Regions from separate parts of the Sus scrofa genome. Here region 2 is linked to region 1. The links are chromatin contacts, called in public Hi-C maps. All regions are on one chromosome and are shown on one strand. Each heading gives the region's core, a stretch centred on a gene start, on an enhancer-like site or on the middle of the called end of the contact. The rest is flanking DNA. Distances are from core to core; before and after follow the strand shown. Region 1 has its middle 83 kb from the start of FER. Region 2 overlaps FER (tyrosine-protein kinase Fer).

Evidence for each region. A called contact is a pair of places that touch in the nucleus more often than the background predicts.
Region 2: a contact with region 1 is called in a Hi-C map of brain, with 5 times the contacts expected there. The contact joins two enhancer-like sites. A contact is called at or near these places in 8 of 47 Hi-C or Micro-C datasets (alveolar macrophages, brain, embryonic fibroblasts and 4 more).

The regions. Positions count from the first base shown.
Region 1 is chr2:113,689,266-113,693,868 of Sscrofa11.1, reverse strand. No RefSeq gene overlaps it. Among named protein-coding and RNA genes, the nearest start is that of FER, 83 kb to the left of the region's middle. Within about 2 kb of position 2,423, at least 5 of the 83 cell types and tissues checked have an H3K27ac peak or open chromatin away from gene starts, as enhancers often do. A contact at or near this core is called in embryonic fibroblasts, where this site is marked.
Region 2 is chr2:113,834,038-113,838,141 of Sscrofa11.1, reverse strand. The region is part of intron 3 of FER (tyrosine-protein kinase Fer); the gene reads right to left. Among named protein-coding and RNA genes, the nearest start is that of FER, 62 kb to the right of the region's middle. Within about 2 kb of position 2,006, at least 6 of the 83 cell types and tissues checked have an H3K27ac peak or open chromatin away from gene starts, as enhancers often do. A contact at or near this core is called in embryonic fibroblasts, where this site is marked.

The DNA of each region.
Region 1 (4,603 bases), core at 1,174-3,673:
ACCTAATACACAATGACTGGGCTGGTCATTCTCTGTTCCAGGATTGCTCTTGCCCTATGCCCACCTTTCCGCCTCCTGGGATCACTTTGCTGTTTCCCACTGTTATCTGTATGGACCTGGCTCTGCTTCTGAATTTTACTCAGATTTCACTTCCTGGCTGCCTGATGAAAATCTCTACTGGGAGCACCAACTATCCTCAACCTTAGTGCTGCCAAGCTCAGCTAGCTTTACCCCTAATTACTTCTCCTCCTGGCTCCCTGCTGCTCCAACCGATCAGATTTGAAAACAATCACCTTTTATTTTAAAAATTATTTCTATGGCTGCACTTCTTGCAGCCTATGGAAATTCCCAGGCCAGGGGTCAAATCAGAGCTACAGCTGTGGCCTATGCCACAGCCATGGCAACAATGGATCCTTAGCCCACTTAGGGAGGCCAGGGATCGATCCCACATCCTCACAGAGACAGCGTTCGGTCCTTAACCCACTAAGCTACATTGGGAACTCCAAAACAACAATCATCTTTTTTTTTTTGGTCTTTTTAGGGCTGTACCCATGGTATACGCAGGTTCCCAGGCTAGGGCTTGAATCAGAGCTGTAGCTGCCAACCTACAACACAGCCACAGCAATGCATGATCCAAGCCATGTCTAGGACCTACACCATAGTTCACTGCAATGCCAGATCCTTAACCCACAGAGCAAGGCCAGGGATGGAACCCGCGTCCTCGTGGACACTAGTTGGGTTCGTTAACTACTCAGCCTTGATGGGAACTCCCAGCAATCATCTTTGATGCCTCATTTTCTTTCTCTTCCACAGAATTCAGCCAATGACCAAGTTGATACAACTTCTATGTCTAATACATCACCTTTCAAACATCAGGGCCACAATTCTAGCTTGCACCCTCATCTTCTTTTTCAGGAATTATTACTGAATCCTCTTATCTCTCATCTAACTTTTAGTCACTCCCACCTCTTATTTCTGCCTCATCTTGGGACTAGGTCATTCTGGAATAGCTCTGATTATGCTGCTTCTCTACGTAAAAATGTTTGATGACTCCCTGTGGCTGAATCAAGTTCATATTCTTCAGATCGGTTTCAGTGCCCCAAAAATATGGCCTCTGGTAGAGACAACTGCTCTTTTTTTTTACCCAGAAGCTCGTTCTTTTTTTTGGTAGGTGCCCTTAAGATTCTGTATGGGTATCCATTCACCCCTTCCTAAGACCATATGGATTGGCTGGCATTGATTGTTCTTGTTGGTTCTAGGAGTGAGCGTCAGATACATTCTACACATAGGTACTGGTTCACAGAGAGGAAGAAATGACTTAAATCAGAGCAATGAATCTCTATTCCGAGATTTTGGGCTGAACAGTTGAGAAAAAGCAGCTCACTTTTTTGTTCAGACTACTAGAAATGGTTGTAATAAAAGACTGAAGCTGCTGGGAGTTAACAGGTAAAACATGATAATGAAACCAACAGAAAGAAAAGAGGCAACATTTAGAGAGCAAGGTAGGAGTCCCCCCAGATCCAGCAATGATCGAAGCCGGAGCGCCCCTTGACTTTCCAGTTAAGTGGGCTAATTCTTGCATTTCTGAGCTTAAAGAATCCTGAACCTAAAGAATTCTGACCAACACAGCTTTCATCTATCTTTTCAAATGTCTCCTCCTATTCCTCTACAATTATGCCCAGCTTATTCACTCTGCCTCAAAGCCTAATGATTTTATATATTCATACTGTGGCTTGTGCTGTTCTTTCAATGTCTAACACAGTCTGTAGCCATCTCCATCTGCCCAATCTTTCAAGGTCTCTTTCAGATGTTTCTTCTCATCAGATGTCTTTTCTGCCCTTCAGCCAGGTAGGCTCTCGCCTCCACATGAATTCCACTTCCCCTACTGTGTCTTCTTTGCCATTAAATATTCAGCATCTTTTCACCAGTGGCCCATATTAGATGCTCAATGAACCAGTGTGACTTGGATCAAAGAGAAAACAAAAACGTAGGACTTTCCACATAGTAACGAACCTAACATTGGTTGAAGTGAACTGACTTTAAGTCCTGAGAAAAATAACAGGAAATAGCTTGTTATCTTTTCTAATTCATACCTGGGTTTTATTTCTTCCAGAAGACAGGTAGGCATTTTCACTGCTCTTCCTTAGTCACACAGTGACTGTAAACTATAATTTTGCAGCATAAAAGCACTTTAGTTTAAATCTTGAGGTAGGAGCAGTACTTCTGGTGACAGGAAGACATTGAGCACTGCTTGCGTCCTTTTTCATACCGATTTTGTTGTTTCGTTGTTATTATTTTAGCGTTTGTTTTTTTTTTCTCAAAGTCAATACTGTAAATTTATTTCATGACCCATGCGAGTATCTCTGAGGCTATTGCATTGTTTTCTTCTTCAGAGTATTGCAAATTCTTTGAGCCTAGTGGGGTTTACCATGACACTATTTGAAAGGAATGTTCAAAAAAAAAAAAAAAAAAAAGAAAGGAATGTTCAGTTGTATTCAGTGTTTATATAAAACCTGCCAGTTTATCCTCTGAGTGATTTACGGCTTCTCTATGGAAGAGGAAAATAATGACACTGCATTCTGGTAAAAGGGGCTCCTTCTATAAATGCTAAATGGAAAGGTTAAAGAAAAAAGATCCATTCAGACACCTTGAGTTTCTTGTCTGTGTGATGCCAAAGACTCTCTTTTTAACCTGTTAAGTTAAAATAGTTACTTTGATGTCACTAAAACACAACTCATGGAATCAGACATTGAATCAAAAGAAATCCTAGGACTGAAATCCAGACCTTTTGTCCCTACTTCCTCAGGGCCATAGGCTAGAGAGACTTGAAGAGCTTCTTTCTAGGTCTAGCAGAGAAAAATCAGGGAGATAAGTAGCTTAGAAAAGAATTTTAGATAGTCTATGCCTTTTTCCAACTTCCTACACTGATATTTTTAGCAATGGGGTTTTATTTTCATGGCTAAAAGCCAGAAAAGCATGCTGATCAAGGATGTCCTCCTTAAAAAGGATTCCCAATGCCCCATCTTGCTTCTACTGGCCCATTCATCTCCTTGTTATCTCTACTTTTACTACTCCTGCTGTTTCTCACCAAGCTCTCTCTGCTTCCCTCTCTTTTACATGGCTTCTAGGTATTGCCCCTCATCATTCCTGATTATTCATGACTCTGATGTCCTACTTTCTCTCTTTGTGTATTTCACTTTGTTCCCCAAAGGAATGCTTCATTCTAATGTCTTAAATTCAGAACTCTTCAGAGATCTTTTCAGGCAAAGCTCACCTGTTGGCCCCTAAATTATCTCCAACCAGTGGTGTATTGACTGGCTGCCCTTTTTTCTTTCTTTCTTTCTTTTTTTTTTTGTCCTTTTGCCTTTTCTAGGGCCTCACCTGCAACATGTGGAGGTTCTCAGGCTAGGGGTCTAATCAGAGCTGTAGCCGATTAGGGCAGAGCCACAGCAACATGGAACCGAGCCACATCTGTGACCTACACCACAGCTCACAGCAACACAGATCCTGACCCACTGAGCAAGGCCAGGGATCGAACCCACAACCTCATGGCTACTAGTCGGATTCGTTAACCGCTGTGCCATGATGGGAATTCCTGCACTTGTTTATTCTCCAGGGACCACATACAACAGTGAGCAACTTTGGAGAAGATTGCTTTTGATAAGGGCTGTAGGCATTGCAGACATTCCAAAGCTTGGCCCATCTAGGATGAGCCAGTTCATAAGGTATTGTTGATGTATACGGCTATATTGCCTAGAAGAGCCTATAAATGATCAAGGAGAGGGAGGATTTCTATATATACTCTTATGGTATCAGGGGACACTGACAACACATTTTAGAGAAATGTTTAAAGGCTTTAAATGAAGAAGGTTCTTTTGAAAAGGGAAAATAAAGGTGGAGGGTCACATAATACTATGGATTTATTCCTCTTTGGAGATCTTTACTACCGTTTCTATGGGACATGGGGGGAGGAGAAATACAGGTTTTAGCTTCCTGAGCCAGAACCTGGTTTCTGCATCTTGGTGGGTTTAGTTCACTCTGACGTTATTCACATCCTTGAAAGCAGTATTTTTTAACAAATAAATATTCTCACTGCTCTGGTATTATAGCAGAATCATAATGAGCAGGAAACTGTAAAAGAGGTGAATTTTAGGAAGGGCAAAGTTCAACCACTCCAACTGACAACTGTGTCAATGGTCAGCAAATGGTAATGATGGCATTATAACAAAACCATGGAACGAGATGCAACAAAATCCTCAAAAAATCAGTACTGAATGTGAATGCTTCTTCCCGCCACATCTTTTTTTTTTTTTTTTTTTTTTTTTTTTGTCTTTCTGTGATTTCTTGGGCTGCTCCCGGGGCATATGGAGGTTCCCAGGCTAGGGGTCAAATTGGAGCTGTAGCCGCCGGCTTACACCACAGCCACAGCAACGCGGGATCCGAGCCACATCTGCAACCTACACCACAGCTCAAGGCAACGCCGGATCCTTAACCCTCTGAGCAAGGCCAGGGATCGAACCCACAACCTCATGTTTCCTAGTCAGACTCATAAACCACTGCGCCACTAGGGGAACTCCTTTTAAAACAATTTTTTTTTTTTGTT
Region 2 (4,104 bases), core at 757-3,256, 140 kb before region 1:
GCCAAAAAGATAAGTTTTTAAACTAATGGAGGACCTAAAAAATAATAGTAAATAAAATACTGACTATCAAGATCTATGATACACAGCTCAGTTTGTTCAGAGTCACAAACTTTAGACTTAACATTTCTAAGTAAGAAAAAATGAAAATAAGTTTATTAAAATTCAATTTTAGAAGTTAAAAAAGGAAGAATAATATAACACTAAGCAAAGTACAAAGAATGAATTGAAAAGAAAAATATGAAAAAATATTTAATTACACAAAAATAAAAGTAGAAAAAATATTAATAGCATTAAAAACAAGAGCTGACAATGACAATAACAAGGGAAATAAGAGTATCTAAAATTAAGTCTTAGAAATGAGAAATAACCATAAATGAAGACGAAATTACCAAAACCTGAAAATAAATGCAGTGGCTATTTTGTTTTCTTCTAATGAGAAATGCAAATTAGCTAAATTGACATGAAAGCATACAGATCATTCCAATTTTTGCTCACAGGTACATTCCTAGCCCTTTGTCTGCTAGGACTGGATCCCTGCAACTGTATTTCCCAGGCTCTCCCTTGCTAACTGGCTTTTGGTTTTATTGGGCAATGGGAGGTACTGGCACAAGGCTGAAGGGAAGGAAGAGCGAGAAGCCAGGATGTATTTTTCTCACCCTCTCCTATTCTTTCTTTCCCTGTCTCTGTCTCTGTCTCTCTTCATGCTTGTAAAAAGCCCTTCTCCTCCATTAGTGGCTCCAGATTATAGAGGCTTCATGTAGTTACTAATCTCTGAGTTGCCTTACCCTCCTCTGTTTGCTCTTACCTCTTCCAAAACTTCTGAATATACTTCCCCTAATTAAATCCTATTTATTGAAATACCTGGTGTAGGTTCTGCTTTCCTGACAGAATCCTTTTACAGATGAGAAATTCAAAGGGATCAATAACCACGGAGTGCATGATTATAATAAACCAACTATCAATAAAATACCTCTAATAAAGTATAAGCTCAAACATTTTTGCTAATGAATAATTTCAAACCTTTACAAATCCAATACCTTTGGTACTATCTAAATTGTTTCTAAGAACAGAGATTGAAAACGAAGTTCCTAAATCACCATAACATAGATATCAAAAAGTGACAAAGATACCACAAAATAAAATTCACTCATAAATACCAATGCAAAGGTCTTAAAATATTAATAGGACAAAGCAGTCCATTAAAAGAAAAATATCTCATAACCAGTTTGGGAACATTTCAAAAAAGCATATAGTCAAATATAGAACACAAGCCTGGCTGCTTAATATCCACAGTGTTATTTAACATTGTTTCTGAGATGCCTCTGAAGAAGAGGATAACCTGAAAGACAAGGCCTACCCTTTCTAATAACCAAAAAAAAATAGACTTCCAGTAAAAAAAAAGTTAAAAGTCTACATTTGCTCCCAGAAGGTATGATCAGGCTGTATACTTAGGATACCCCCCTTTTCTAAAGCTGATCAAATAACTGTTTTCTTTTCTCATAGCCTATAATATAGTACCAAGAGGTGGGTTTGATGTTCTCCATTACTTCTCCCCAACACTACCCGTACTAAAGCTAACTTGTCTACACAGCCCGCTGCTCCTCCTCTTTAACATTATCTACCTCCCAAACACTCCCGGGCATTCTCTTTTTTACCCCTTATATCAACACTCTGAGACACTATCTTCATCTTCAGAGAGATTAAGTGACCTGCCCAAGGTCACACAAAGCTAATGAATGGAAGAGCTCAGCTTCAACCCAAATGTACATCTTAATGTGCTAAACCTGACAGAACCTAAGATGTGTGGAGGATACACAAGTATGGGAATCTAAAGACTGAAGATTACTTTGAGAATAACTACCTAAGCTAAACCGATGAGAGTACTAGTTACATATGACATTAACCAGTATTGAGTACTTGGTCATTCAATTGCAAGCTGAGAGCCATAAGGGAAAAGCTATTTACTCCCTGTAAGCCACCTACTTTATAGCATGAGTAACAGCTACATGTTAATGAAGAAGTCTTTCTAGGCCAAGATTAGTGAGTCATTCTTGACATGACACACTCCGTTAGAAGAAATGAAGATGAAAACAAAGAGGCCTCTCATTGCATTTGAGCTTCTGACTAGAATAATGACCCATGATTCAAATCTCCTTAAGCAAAACAATTAAGAAATTAATCATCTTCTTATCTGACCAACCCCAACACCACACTGGATAATTAGAAATAGCATCATTTTAAGACAGACACACAGAACACATTTCTTTACACCCGAGAAAAACAAACGGTTTGTGGTTTTTAAGTTTCAGAATATTTTTCAAAACACCAAGTTGTATATTAAATAATATTAATATTATATCAAAAATACTGTTTTATACGAAATGTATGATTTCAAAAGAACTTCTGAATGTCTAAATGTGATTATGTCATTGTTTTGTGATCAATAATAAGTCCTAGAAATAAATGCATCTCTTATTTCACAATCATAAATAGGAATAATGATTCAATTTACATAAATTTTATTCTCCCCTACCTCCAGTCCCAAAGAGAGCAATTGCATAGATGAGACAGCATCACAGGTTTCTAAGATAATTAGCATAACTCCTAAAATGTCTATTTAACTCTAAGGAAACTAAGAGAGGTAAATAGCATTATTTATATTAAAATGAAATCTAAGGAAGTAAACACTGTACTCAATTTTTGAAAAGAGAAAACTATATACAGGGAAAATTTTTAAACTTTTAGAAAAGCAAACCATGCCTTCTACCTTCGAACTAACAGATATGTGATAAGGTAAATCAGTAGTCCATAAAAAGGTAGTAATTTAAGTGTTCTGAGTTCATCACCGCAAAAAATACTTATTCTGGACACTGAGTCAAAAACAAACCACCACTAGAGCTATAATTACAGTAAAGCATTGAAAATAATCAACGAAATGACTCAAGCTTGAAAAATACCTAAATAATAGTTGTCATAAATAGCTTTTCTCTAGGAACTCTATCTTCCAACTACTTGCTTTCATTCTTCTTGCTTGAATATTTTTTAAACACATAAAAACACATAAAGAAGAATGCACAGTTTCTGTACCACACAATAATTCAAAATAAATGTCCTCTGAAACCACAGTTTTAATTCCGAGTTTGCCTATTACAAAACAAGAATGTTTTTAGAATTCTGAGTCCTTGTGAGATATAGAAATCCAGATTAAATTTCCCTGAAACTGAGGTTTTCTAAGACTGTATGGCAAGTGCAAAGGAAACCTTAGGTAGTTTCCATTTAGAAGAGCCTGTCTTTCTGCATTTTTTTCTAAGCTTCCTGGTTTCCCTAGGCCAGCTCTGCCTACAATAAGAATCATCTGGCAGCCTTGGAAACTACCAATTCTTCAATCACATGACCAGAGATTCTGATTTAATAGGTTTGGGGTGGTGTCCAGGCATCTGTATTTTAAAGCCTCCCCAAGTAATACTAATGTACAAAAACATTTCTGCTGTAACAAAAACATTTGTGCCCCTAATAATCACTACGTTGTGCAAAATAACACAACCACCACCACAAAGCACATTGGAAAATGGCGTTAGAGGCACAACGCTCAAAAAAAATCCCCCAGAGACATACATGAGCTACATTTCAACGTTTTAAAAGGTTCAAAAAAAAGTGATAGACAACAATCTAATTAAAACTTTATATGATTATACATGTATTAAATGGTTAAGAGATAAAGTCAGTCTTCCATATTGGTGGGTTCTACATCCATGGACTCAACCAACCTCAGATAGAAAATATTAAGGGAAAAAAAAAAAATGCCAGAGTCCCAAAAAGCAAAACTTGAATTCGCTAAATCAGCAATGATTTACAAGGCATTTACACTGTATTAGATATTATAAGTAACCTGAAGACGATTTAAAGTAAACGGGAGGATGTGTAAATACTATACTATTTTATAAAAGAACTTGAGTATCCTTGGATTTTGGTATCCTTGAGTGGGGTGGAGTCCTAGAACCAATTCCCCAGTGGATACTAAGATATAATATACAAAAACACTACAATAAACATGGCCTTGTGTTTTGGAGAAGATTTTTTGAACTGGAGTAATTAGGAGTTCTC